Regions from separate parts of the Mus musculus genome. Here region 2 is linked to region 1. A link is a contact called in public targeted proximity ligation data. All regions are on one chromosome and are shown on one strand. The core of a region is the stretch at or near the end of the contact, and the rest is flanking DNA. Distances in the headings are between cores, read along the strand shown.

Evidence for each region.
Region 2: a contact with region 1 is called in a targeted proximity ligation map of heart atrium, with 11 read pairs. A contact is called at or near these places in 18 of 484 Hi-C or Micro-C datasets (B cells, the Ba/F3 cell line, CD4 T cells and 7 more), 11 of 130 datasets of targeted methods (cardiomyocytes, embryonic fibroblasts, embryonic stem cells and 8 more) and 2 of 9 other capture datasets (adipose tissue and pancreatic islet).

Annotation. Positions count from the first base shown.
Region 1 is chr19:25,338,534-25,345,677 of GRCm38.p6, reverse strand. All of the region lies in intron 3 of Kank1 (KN motif and ankyrin repeat domains 1), which reads right to left. Among named protein-coding and RNA genes, the nearest start is that of Gm52392, 59 kb to the left of the region's middle.
Region 2 is chr19:25,426,565-25,433,000 of GRCm38.p6, reverse strand. It overlaps Kank1 (KN motif and ankyrin repeat domains 1), which reads right to left. Exons shown (of 14, transcript NM_181404.6): 10 at 4,805-5,024; 11 at 2,638-2,780; 12 at 1,922-2,122; 13 at 38-136. Among named protein-coding and RNA genes, the nearest start is that of Gm26207, 24 kb to the left of the region's middle.

The sequences.
Region 1 (7,144 bases), core at 443-2,942:
TCCCCCTGAAAAAGGTATTTTTTCTTATCTCATTAAACCTTGTATTTCCGAATTCTCCTCTATCCAGTATTTAACTTCAAAAAGTTATTATCAATGGCCTGGAGTTGTGGCTCAGTAGTCAGGCTCATAATTATTTAGTATGTCCAAGGCCCTGGGTTCAATCCTCAGTATTACACACATACGGAAAAGATTAGTGATTATTATGCAAAAAACCCCACTTGCTGAATGATAGGTGATTTATGAGTGAATGTCCCACTCTAAGACAAGGTAGGAATTCACAGGTGTTTTTTAGTGGCGTTGGGTAATAGAAATGTAAGATCATCTTAGATACCAGTGCATCTGAAAGTTGTCTGGCTGGCCTGCATCTGAACTAGACAACTGATAGCAAAGCAAAAGGGCTTAAACCATTGAACCGTAGCTGTGATCAAACAGACAGACAAACAAAACAACACACACACATACACACACACACACACACACACACACACACACACACACACACACACCCATATGAGTGAGAAACAGCTTCCACAGTCTCAGGCATTTGACAATGTGGTTGTTCAATCCCTCCCCATTTGGTGGCACTGTTCTGAGGAGGTTTTAGGGGGGTAAGTATGTCACTGAGAGCAAAATTTGAGATTAAAAGCTTCTTGCCAATTCTAGTTTGATTTCTCTGCTTGTGGTTCAAGACAGGAGCTCTCAGCTTCCAACTTGGACTGCCACACCTGCCTCATGTCACACCCCCTGCCCTCTGTATTGAGCCCATCTCTCAGGGACCATATACCCAAACCAACTTCTGTAAGTTGCTCAGACAACACTGGCTGTATTTTGTTTTGTGGTATTTTGTTTTGTCACAGCAATAAAAAAAGTAACTACTATACCAACCAAGGATGAGTCGGTCTTATGTGTCTTAAAATTATATTACATTCTCAACATTCTAATGTTTCAACATTTAAATATTAGGAATATGCTTTATCTAGAACCCTTAGTAATGACTGCAAAGCAGACAGAGAAGTCTGCCCAGGCATCCACAAACTGCAGGTAAAATGACTGGGATCGTCATGTGCTTTTATCCCTTTGAATGCTGGAAAGCTGCCAGGATCATCTGGGGCTCCCTTCATTCTAAAAGAGTCACAGATTCTGAACTGACGGCAGCTCTCGGTGTAAACATTTCAACTGTCTCAAAATGAAAAGCAATCTTTACTGAAAAATAACTTTGTCCTGATAAATATTTCGACTGGGAGGTAATAGACCTGGAATAGAGAACACGGTTCATTTCTTTTCTCAATGAATATAGCTTTACCCGGGATGCCATCTAAACCGTGCATGCTAGCTACTCTCAGTGATGTTGTGCTTTGTCCAAAGGAAGTGGAATCCCGTGGGCAGTACTGCAAGTACTTCATGTGTGCAGGGTGGGCTCCATCAGGAGTAGGTGGGCCACACTTACTTCTCTGACAACTGCCTGCATTCAGCCTGGTTCCCTCCCTAAGTGTGTTGACTGACAACAGCCAAGAGTTCATTTCATCCGCCACTCTGCCCACACACTCCCCTTCTATAAGATGCTCCGTTCTATAAATGTGTGTTTTCATCCTTATGAAAGCCGCATGTCTAAGGAAAGCCTGCTCCCGGGAGAGACATGAACGGGAGAGTGGACAGTTGAAGAATGTTTCCAATCGAGTCTGGGCACCCGCCAAGACCCGGAAGGCTGATCTGAGTCTGCGCCAACAGAGTGAAGGCGAAGGCGGCTGCACCTCCTGCCTTAACTTACGGTGGGAACAACAGAAGCTCTGCGAGTAGTTTTTCCTACCAGCCCATTTTTGCATGCCACCCCCCACCACCCATCTCCCATAGCCAGATGAGACAAGAACGGCTGGCTTCTTATCGCCACTGAGTAGCTGTTAAGGGTGGTGCTGGCTCTGCCTGCCAGGCTGGCTTCCAAAACAAACAGAGCTCAGCTTTAGGTCCCCCACTTCTTTGGACAGAAAGATAAGATAATTATTTCTCAGATAAACCCCTGTGAATAAGAACGGGCATTTTTGAGAAAATAAAGGAAATGAAAACCAGGACACTAGATGCTGGCCATGCCTCCCCACCTCTCTTAGCTTTTGGGTTCCATTTATCAAGTATTACCTGTAGAATATAAACTTGATAAGGGAATGGGAACAGTCCTTAAAGACGGCTTATATACTGTAAACTCTTCACTATGAAGTGTTAGGAGGGCCACGTGCCAATCCCAGGAGGAAGGCTGAAGGCCAAGCATGGAGCCCACCTTGGTCATTTGCTTCTTGCCAGAACTAGAGGCAAATCGACGTAAATCAAAAATGCCCTGCAACAGACCGGGCCTCTCCAGCAGCAGAACTGAGGCTCAGCAGGGACAAGGCAGACACTGCTGCTGCCTTTTCAAAGGCACTAAACTTGCGGTACGTGTGGCATAATTACTATATCGATTAATATTAGGTGTTTCCAACATGGGGAACTGATAAACTGGGGTGGAGAGATGGATGGATGGATGGATGGATGGATGGATGGATGGATGAATGGATGGATGGGTAGGTAGGTTAAGTAAATGGGTGGATAGGAATAAACCCCTCAGATAAACTCCTGTAATAAGAGCGGGCATTTTTGAGAAAATAAAGGAAATGAAAACCAGAACACTAGATGCTGGCCATGCCTCCCCACCTCTCTTAGCTTTTGGGTTTCATTTATCAAGTGTTACCTGTAGAATATAAACTTGATAAGGGAATGGGCACAGTCCTTAAAGATGGCTTATATACCGTAAAGTTCCCATGGTGACATTTGGTATTAAGAAAATATAAATAAAGAGTATTCCTTTATAAAACATGAAGCTAAATCACACTTAGATGAAATGCCAGCTATGAGAAGTGACAAAGGGTTTGTAAACTAACATAAAGATCTGAGTTACACAGCCTGATAGTAACTTAACAGTTAAATGCCTACTTTAACAACCAGCACAGGATCCACCAAGGTTAATTCAAGTTGCTCCAGAAATGACTTAACATTAACTACATCCAAAGAAACCACTGGCTCGTTACCAAAGGCTTCCCTGAGTCCCTGTGGGTTACCTGACAATGAGAGCACTCTGGGGATTAGATGAAAATGAAAAGTCTAGGAGTGAAAACCCACAGCCGGTCATGTTGGCTCCTGCCCATAATCCCAACACTCAGGAGGTGGATGCAAGAGACCTTGAGGGGTCCAGCCTTGGCTACATACTGAGACTGAGCCAATCTGAGCTGCAGGAGAGAGACCCTGGCTCAAAGCAGGGGAGAAAAGGTATTGTTAATCCGAACAAGTTCTAAATTTACTTAGACCTGAGAAGGTCCTCCTTATTGCCCAATATATGGTTGCGTTAAACAACATTTCTTTCAGCGTCAGTCAGGGTGTGGTGCTGTGCTGTTGCTGGGTGAGGAGGCAACTCTGGAATCAGGCTTACAAAGGAGCTCCTGCTGGCCTCCAATGTGAGCCTCTCTGTGGGCTGTTCGGCCTGACCAGGCTTGTCTGAGGCATCCACTCACACGGCAGTCTGGCTCCCCTTCCAATCTTGGGCATATTGGCTCCTGTCTATAATCCCAACTCTTGGGAGGTGGATGCCAGAAGCTTAGGGGTTCAAGTCTAGCCTTGGCTACATACTGCTATCCAAAGAAGAGCAGTGGGCCAATTTTTCCTAGACCCGGAGGCAGAGTTCCCTATTTTCTCTTCCCTTCCTTGTGTGTGTTTAGTCAGTCACGCGCCAGATGGTGTCTTCTCTGCCACTGTTTTCTGTCTTTAGACATCAAAGGGAGTAGGTAAAATATGTTCCCGGTGTCATAGGCCTAATGTAGTGTGCTGACCTAACCTGTATTCAGAGGCTTGCATTAAAACTGCCCCAATGCAGATCAGCCAGAGAAGTAAAGAGACTAACAGCCAAATCAACCAACTGCTTACTGAGAGCCTCTTAAATATTCTTCCTCTAGCAACAACTTCTGCCTGAGAAATAGTCACACAAGCCCAAGGATAGAAAACGATCAAACCTACGGAGCCATCTCTCCAGCCCTGAATATCCGTTTCTATAAAGCAATTTTCACATCTTATTGATTAACTATAATAACATTGGCATTATTCTAATTGACTGTCAATCACTCCTGCCCTGGTCTAAAAGTTCAAAGAGAAAGCAGCAAGGGACATGGCTGGGAACATGGTAGCCTTCGCCCTGAGCTGGTGGAACACACTACAGTGAGTAGCTTCTTGTAAAGCCATGTCTAAACCTCCGTGCCATCCAGAGGTGCCCGCAGCTGCCCCAGCAGCAACTCTTCCCACCCAGGAGGAAACAAAGGAGGAAGGAGGAAGCGCAAGAGGACTCTTTCAAGCATGAGGTTTTAAGTGGCTTTCCTGCCTTTAAAAAAAAAAAAAAATCAGTCACAATGCAATCGAATTCCTCAAAAGGCTGCTAATACTGCCACCTAGTGAACAGTGGGAGAGGCAATAGACAGACCCAGGACCCAAAGAATATCTCTAAAGCAACTCCCAGAGGCTAAGCCCCCCTCCCCCATCTCAATCTCCTTTGAGGCATTACATGCAGAACACTGAGGAGAGGGAACAGTAGAAAGCCGTCGAAATGTGGATTGCTCCGTGCAAGAATTAGCCAAACTTCAGACATGAGCACAGTGGGGTGCACAAATTCCATTTTCCCATAAAGCACTGGACATCTCTGTCCATCTCCAGCAGGGACTGCCACCAGCTGTCCTCAGAGTGTCCTGCTGTAGCATGGCCCTCTCGTGTGGTAACTTTCTGTGGTTTTCTTGAGTTGGTGCCCATTGAACCTCAAGGGCCCTGTTAACTGAGTATCAGGTCCCACTTCCTCCTTTCCCTTGAACAGCAAGCAGAGCAGATGTCCATTTCAGCATGCCCCCAACTCCTCACACGATGCACACTGTCCTGCCTTCTCACTTCCTCTTCCTGTGGTCCCAGCATCTTCCTCCACTGATTCCATGGTTTATTTTATATGTTCTTCTAAGCTACCATGAAATTTTCCCTAATCAAAATTGATGTGTACAAGTGAAAGCCATCAGGAAATGCTTGTGTGTATACTGTGTTCCCAATGGGGTCCTGATGGTACAAACACACACATCGGACAATGGGAATCCTGACCTCTGGCGTCTCTTCCAACTCATACACTCTCCATTGGAGGTCTGCTGACATACAAGCCAGACCTGTGACCAGTGTCCTCATCAAAGCAATGACCTAGCTTCTACTCACTCCAGAATGGCTTCCTAGCATGTCTGCCTTCAATTCCTGCAGCCTGTTCAGTGGCCAGGGCCGTCTTCACTTATCACTCTACAGATGCAGTCTTAATCAACACTTGTCCATTCCTCGACAGGTACCCACATGTTCCCAAGTACCAAGTGCTGATAGAAAAGGTTTCTGTTTTACTATAAAGCCTTATCTAAAGGCACAGAGTAAAAGATTACAGAAGCAGGCATGAAGAAGACGACAACATTGAAACCCCTGATTCAAAACACACAGGCTGGCATAGGCTGGCTTTTCACCATATCTTTGTGTACACCCACTGAGCTGCCTACAATCTGTGTTTAGGTAATGACTGACACCTGAGAGGGGTCCACCACCTAAGTCCTTAGCACTAGTAATGAGATATTAGAAACTATAGAGGTCTCAAAAATGACCTTCTTAGTCCTACACTTGGTTCTGTTTGTTTTCTTCAGAACCATCTGAAGTATAAAATAGCTGAAGGGTTCCTGTCAGCAAAGGATGGGATGGGAGATGTGGGTGGGTCGAGAAGGCAGGTATTCAGGGTAGCAGGTGTGTTCCTTACGCAATGGAAGCTGCTTTTTATTTCAGAACATTGTGTTTTATAGGCTTAGGCATACAAGCACTGAAGGGTCACATGATCCTGGAGCTGACTAGAACGGAAACATTCCTAGGAAGATGAATGATCAAAAACCCTGGGAAAATGGGAACAGTGCCATTCGAAGGCCAGGGCATCAGCCTCCAAGCTTCTGATGTCGTCCTATACAAGAGAGGATGCTGTATCCAAAAGGGACAGAAAACCTACCTTGTCTGGAATTGGCTTCCATGCAGGGAACCCAAATCTAGATATTCAAGTGTTTGGTGAGGACACATCAGAAAGTGTGATTGACAGAGGGTCTTGTGATTTTTATTCCAATGTAACTAGCAGTTGAGGCCTCTGCCTCTTCCCACCTATGCTCTGGATGGAATCCAGAGTCTAGAGGGAAACAGAGTCCAGACAGACATGCAATTTTAGAAATTGGGAACTAAGGCTCAGAGTGAGTGAAGAACTTGGCCCAGAGAGCTGGGCTTGGTACGGTGTTGGTGTCTGCAACTTAGTGAAATTCCTTGGTCTGCTGTTCTTAGTAGAAAGCTATGGTCTAGGCCAGTGCTAGCCAACAGAACTTTGGGGGTTAATAGCATGACCTCTTTAATGAAGACCCAAACCCCAATGTCCAGGTCTGGCCACCTTCTCTTGGAACATGGAGACAAGGACAAGCTGACACTCAGAGTGACTTTTACCTATTGTCAGTCAGGCCTGAGGAGTAGAGGAAGTGAGCCCTGGACAGAGTTTGAAACAATCCAACAAGACAATGAATTGTGAGATCGCCATCGCTACCTTCCTCGGGATCCTATAGACAGACATCAGCTCTGTCAACAGCAGCGCTACATACCAGCCTCTTGCTTGTGGCGGTCCCCAGATAGACAGCAAGACCATGAAAATTGATTTCTACCTGTGGCTCTCAATCGACCATGAAGACAAATCTCAAAGACAGCCAGTTCACAGACATGAAGTCAGACCAACTGTCTCAACCCACCCTCCCTGTATTGCAGGGCGAGCCAGCCATCCCTCCAGGGCCCCCAAAATACCGCTCTTTACTGATCCGTAAGCTGGGGCTGCTGATTCCAGCCACAGCTCACAGAGCAAGGACCCCACACAGGAGGCTGCCCTTCAACATCCAGCTGTGACATTACGTCAATGGTAGACACCACCAACAGCTTGCTGGGACACAGAGCAATGCTGCATTCCATTAAAGAGGACATCACACAGCTAACCCTGTACTTTGCTTTACTGTTTAACTACATAGTACATTACCATCATTTCTAGCTGAGCTTCCTCCCA
Region 2 (6,436 bases), core at 3,236-5,735, 85 kb before region 1:
CCATCCCATTTGTAAATGCCAAATGCCTGCTACTGACCGGGGACTGGGCTTTCGAGAAGTTGAGGTGGGCGTACAGAAGAACGGCAATGTCCTTGTGTCCAGCTTCCAGGGCTATGGAGAGAGCGGTGCTGCCATCCTAAAGAGGAAACGAAAACAACAGGCCAGGCTGAGTCTCTCAAGTCTCCATCAACTGGAAGGTAGCAAGCTGATAAAGTCCTCCAGGTCTAGCCATCTGTTCCGTACTTCAGGAAGTGTTTCTGGATCTTAAAGGTTGGGTCGTGAGTGTGGAGGTGAGCGAGACTAGTCTCTGTCCGTAAGAGCTCAAGGAGAGTCAGCACTGGCACAGGGATGTATACACGAAGGTCCTCAGAAACTGAAGGCTGTCCACTGAGAGCCCCTATCCAACTGTCCCACCTGCCAGAGGGGCCAGTAAGAACGGAGGGGCAGAAACTATAGTCTTTTTCTTACAACCACAGCCTGCCAGGTAAGAACTAGGAAGCTGTGGTCTTGTAGCCTACTGCACCTCTGCTAAACGCTGGAGGTCACATCCACACGTAAGCACCCCACCCTGGAGGTCTGCCTGCAAACACAAGTCTTCTGGAAATACCAGAGGAAGGGGAGAGCATTGCATATGGGAAGGAAGCAATTTTTTTGGGGGGGGCGGGGGAGAGTAACTAATTTTTTATTAAATTGCAGACTCTGAGATGGATATGAAGCAATTAAGGCAAAGGACAGCACAGCTTATTTCCTGTCCGGTTTTGAAGTAAGGACTCTCGTTTGGTCATAGGAACAGGAAATGATTCCCATGTGGGTTGAATATTAGCATCCTGCCCTCCCACACTGCGAATCCTGGGAGCAGCTTCCCTTCCGGAGGTCAGGTGAGTGTCCCACTTGTGTATAAGTAAGGAAGTGGGTTGGGTAGCCAGGATTTCTGTAAGTCCCTGTCACACTACAGACACATCACACAAAGCGACAAGTTTTCAGAGAGAAAGCAATTAAGTAAAACCTTAAAACACACGCAACAGAGACGGCAGTAGGGGGGAAAATGAGCTGTGAACCCATGCTCTCTGAAGAAGTGAATGGAAGGAATTGCGTTGTCTCTGGAGGTGGGAGGGTACGGCCCTTCTACCCAGTGGCGACCTCCCCTGCTTTGCTTGTTGGCGTGAGCCCAGTGGGATCTGAAATTTATGGCAAAGGAGGCTATTTCCCCTCTAACTTTATGGTGTTTTGAGACAAAGGATGCTCTAGGTTGAACCAGTGTTCGGCAGAGATAAGCTTTCAGAATAAGAACCACGGAGGCCTGACCTCCACGCCCCAGTGTCACTTCCATAGCTCAAGGGCCAGTCCCGTGCTTTCTCTTCGGCCTGGGCGCTCATGCAAGGTTTATCTTGGAAGGGGACAGACTGGGAGGGAGTTCAGTGAGGTTAAGTTTGGTAACGATGGGAACAGACCAAGCAGAAGTGGGAGAATATGCTCAGAGTGGCCAAAGAACTCGTGGACTTCCTGGCTTATGTGTCACGTAAGATTATTCACATTGATGAACCATTCATTGTACATCACCCATGTCACTGCACTCAAATGGCTAAGTGTTCCATCCAAGGGAGAGAGAAAACCCAAGCGTCTACTGAGGGACTGCTCATACATTGCCTCTATACACTGCCTCTGAGAGTTGGATTTTGTAGGGCCAATCTGCTCACCCCCTGAGGAGCGAGCTCTGTGTCTCGCCTTCTTCCTTTCATGAACTCGAGGGTGAGGTACATGCATATATTTACTTTTGGCTAATGCAGTATCCGACTATACATGGTCAATGCTGCTGAGCTGGGCTATGAAGGGAAGAGGCCTGCATGCCAACACCAATCCACAAAGGAACAGGGAAGAGGGGCCCACACCCACTCCTGGCTGGAGGTCCAGTGGTACTCACATTGTCTTCCAGGTGGCCATTGCAGCCTGGCTGGGCCAGCAGCAGCTTCACAATCTCCACATGCCCGTGTTCACTGGCACACATCAGGGCGGTGGAGCCCTCGTCGTCCTGGATATTGACATCAGCTCCACAGGCCAGCAGGCCCTTCACCATGTCTATCCGCCCGTGACTGACAGCTAGCATGAGGGCCGTCTGTCCCGCCTAGGAGAGAAATGATGGTTAGAGTCAGAAGTGCCGACTGGGCGGGAGAAGGCTGGGGGGGTGGGGTAGGGCAGGCGACACACTAGAGCTATGAGCTAAGGAAGAACACACAGGAAGGAGTCAGGCTTTCACCAGAACTGTGCGGACATCTCAGTAAAGCAAGGGAGATAGTTCTAAAGAGGTTTAGGATAGAATTGTGAACACATTTAGGCTCAGAGTTCTGTCTCTGGCAATGAAGCCACGGCAGCCAGATCACTGGAATCAGTAGGTAATGAGTGTGTGATGAGGACCCCCGTACAGGTAGGGACCCTTGTGTGCAACCATGTTTAGTCCCCCTGCAAGCTTCCTAGGCAAAGTAGGGAGAGATTCGCAACATGGGACTGAGCCCATGTGTCACCTGGTATGCTGGTTGGACTACAGCTGTCAGTGGACCACCAGCAAAATGCCCTGTCAACCTGGTCCTATGAGACACTGGCCAGGGTGCCGATGGTCAGTGCGGTGAGTGAGGCACTAACCTGACTGGCCTTGGCGTTCACGTCTCCACAGCTGAAGAGTTCTTCTACGACCTGCATGTCCTTCTCTGCCTCCACGGCCGCGAGGGCTGCCAGCATGATGGGTGTGTACCCTGCCTTGTTCTGGTGATCCACATTGCACACGTCTACAAGAAAGAAATCTCTTTAGGGAGAGCCATCCGGAACCGTTAGCGTTCACTGGAGGTGTGATGTTTCTAAGAGCCCCATGAAATAAGTGCTCTGAAAATGACTAAAAAGGGAACAAATGTTTTAATGCCCTGTCCCAGCAGGCTGGCCGCAGCAGACATGGACAGTAAGTGGCCACAGGGCTCCCTGCTTGTGATGGGGTGATTATGGTGTGACACCCTGGTGGTGTGGGAGGAAGTTCTCAGTGTGCTTGCTATGAAGCCTAAGCGGTAACGAGGGATCTAGACAGGCACATGTTCAGAAACTCAATCACATGGCTTCTAACCCTAGGGCTTGTGGTGTAAGATCAATATTAATGCTTCAAGTCCTCTAAGAAACTGCCAAGGACCACCAGACCCCGTGGGCTGGATCTCTTCTGTTCTTTAATTCTCGAGACGCTTCCCAGGGCTTTAATGGCATGCCAGGATGGAGAGAAATGGAAAGTAGCTTTCAGAGGAGCGAGTACCAAGTTAAACACTTCAGATGAGACGAGGCAAAAGCTCGGCTTGGGATCTCTCTCTATTACATGATGGGATGTACAGAAGGACCTCTGTGTAAAAAGCTAAGACTGTGTGGTGGCAAAGTGGGTGCACACATATACCCACGATCCTCAGGATCTGAGCTCCTCCACTCCTTCAGTGCTGAAGCCCCAGAGCTACATCTCATGGAGCCCAAAATTGACTCAAAATAGTAAGCACTAAAACCAAGTGATTACCTAAGAGCATCTAACAGTGGAAGCAAGTCAGTTTGCCAGGATATCCACTCTATAGAGTTCTCAGAGCAGAGAAGATGCCATTTCAAAAGCAATTCTGAAATTTTGTTCTGACTTTCCCTGGGTATAACCCATGCCCCTATTTTAACAGTATCCCTAGCTGTTTACAGTCTGGAGGGAAGGAGCCTGTAACTGCTTCTTGTCATCAGATGGAAGGAGTTATTCCCTAACATGGGCACTGAAAGACTCGCTGCGCTGTGCTGTGCTGGGAGGCGGCTCAGTGTCAGAGTGCTTGTCCAGTATGCAGAAGGCTGCAGCTCCAACACCCACACCCCAAGAAAAGGGAATTCAGCAACTGAGAACAGTAACAAACCGTATGTGTGCTTGGATTTTTTTTTTTTTTCTGTACTAACAACTCCAAGATGGAGTGATGCATATCAGGCCACTGGGTCAAGAGACAGTAAAGGAAACTAGACAATTTCATCATATACATCAGGTGTTGACATTTTGTTCTTACTAGCCTTTACTGCGAATTCCGGGTTAGCTGCTTGTCAAAAACACTGTTATGATGATGAAAGTGGTTTGGGGGCTGCCCCACCTGCAGCTGAAGGCTCCCTTCCTCAAGGGGCCCCTTCTGACCTGCCCTCTCACCTCATGGGTAACGTGACCCCACCGCTGCATTCTGGGATGGCACGTTCCCACTACTGCTGTTAACAAGGTTCAGCGGTAACGGGAGACACTGCCTCTCATTTCTGTGATTCTTCTGGAGACGTGTAGTTGGGCAGGGACAGTGATGACTCTACTGTGGTTTTACTAGTCCCTGTCCTAACTCCTCACTTCTGTACAGCCACATAGTGGCTGGCGTACAAGGACAAACAGAGTGGCCACATGCACAAAAGCTGTGACTCTGGGCCTGTGAGCAACACTCTGCCTCCCAAACAACCCAGCCCAGCCCGCGTGATTCATCAAGGAACAAGTGTGAGTCACGGCTATTAGCAGGGGTACACCTCATTTGAAGACAGCTGACCCGCAGCAAGAATATCTTCACAAACTCCCTTCAAAATAGATGTGGATTCTGTTTCTTTATTGCCTAGGCTTGAAGAACCTCAGGTCTCCCACCCATGACTCAAGAACAAACATTCTTGCCATGTCATGTGGAGAAGCAATGAAAAGACTTGAGGATGGCCAAAGAACTATGGTATGGGTCAACCGGCTTTATGAAGACAAGTCACAACCTGAGTGCCCTTAGGGGGACAACAGGGTCCTCTGTACCTGCATCCAGAAGCAGCTTGACGATCTGGAAGTTGGAGTGGGACACGCTGTAGTGGAGGGCAGTGTTGCCATTGCCGTCCGCCATGTTGATGATGTACCGGAGCACGTCCGGGGAGACAGCCTCGAACGCGGCGATGTAGTCGCCCACCATGGCTGGCACGGCGGACTTCTGACTGGACACTCGGAACCAATCGTGCTGGAGGGTGTTCAGACAGATCCTCTGCCAAAACACCAACTTGCTGTTAGTTCTATTTATAGCTCTCTCTCTCTCTCTCTCTCTCTCTCTCTCTCTCTCTCTCTCTCTCTCTCTCTCTCTCTCGTGCAACCAAAAGCCCAAGCAACCAGGCCTTTTATAGTCAAAATGTGTACTCTCAGCATCTGCTTTTAAAAGCTGCTGCAACCCAGCACCTCAAGAGCAGCTTCAAACAACAAACTTGAGCTCTCCTCTTCTGGTTTTAAATCGCCCCGTCCACACCGTGGTCACTAAGAAACAACATGCAAGGGGGTTTAGAGCCAGAGCCCAGAGAGTCAATGCCAGACTCTACTACTTATGAATGCATGATTCTGAGAAACTTCCTTATTCTGCATCCTAGTTTCCATGTCTTAAAAAAAAACCCAAACCACCAGCAACAAAATCGCTCATTTTATAGTATCTATAATGAGGTCAACACTTAGGCCTGTCTCTACTTTTGAGCTGTTTGTGTTTACTGAGCTAACGGATCTTTCCAGTGATTGTTCATTGGAGTTAGGGAGAAATCAGCACTCCGGCAGCTGTGTTGCTTCCTGACCCAGACCGACTAACTCCATCTTTTCTACCCCACCAGGCTGGGAGATGAGGCTGGCCTAGGCTGCCACATAGCAAGTTCCAGACCAACGTGAGCTACAGTGTGAGGTGCTGTCTCACGGAGCAAATTGGGACAATCTAAGTCTAGCACTAGTAGTCCGACATGATGGCTGCCACTTTAGCGATACTTTTATTTGCTGTGTGTGGACAAGTGCACTCAGGTTAGATGCACATGCGGAGGTCAGAGGACAACTCGAAGATGTTGGCTGCTTTCTGTCACAATATGGGCCCTAGGGATCAAACTCAGGTTGTCAGGTTGACAGTAAGCATCTTTACCCACTCCACTGAGCCATCTTGTAGGCCCTGGAGACACATTTCTCAAGGCCTCATATACTAAGGCTGGGTTTGGCTAGTGAGGTCTCATGGGCACATGTCCCTGTGTACTTGTTTGTGTTCAAGCCTGTGACAGCCACAGCCGGCTTTTTAACAGACCATGCCAGGCCCTATCCTCGGTATTCCAGCTATGTGTCTAGGATTAGATAACTCCTGAGGTCTCATTTGGTTCTAGGAGCTCCACAGTCTCAGAGCCTTGCAAGTCACCTGAGCAGCAGCCACTGACTTAGATGAATCAGCCTCAGATGAACTAACCCTGCTGACACACAAAGACGCATATCCAGGTTATTATCAAATTAGTGAGAGAAGCCACATTTTCACAATGTCCTGAAGATGGAGCTGCCAAGCACAGGCCTGGTCAGGCCAAGCAACTACAGATCCAGCTGTCAGCACAGGAGTGAATCACCCGGCAGCACACCAGATTAGCCGCTGCCCCAGCAGTACCTGCGTGTCCT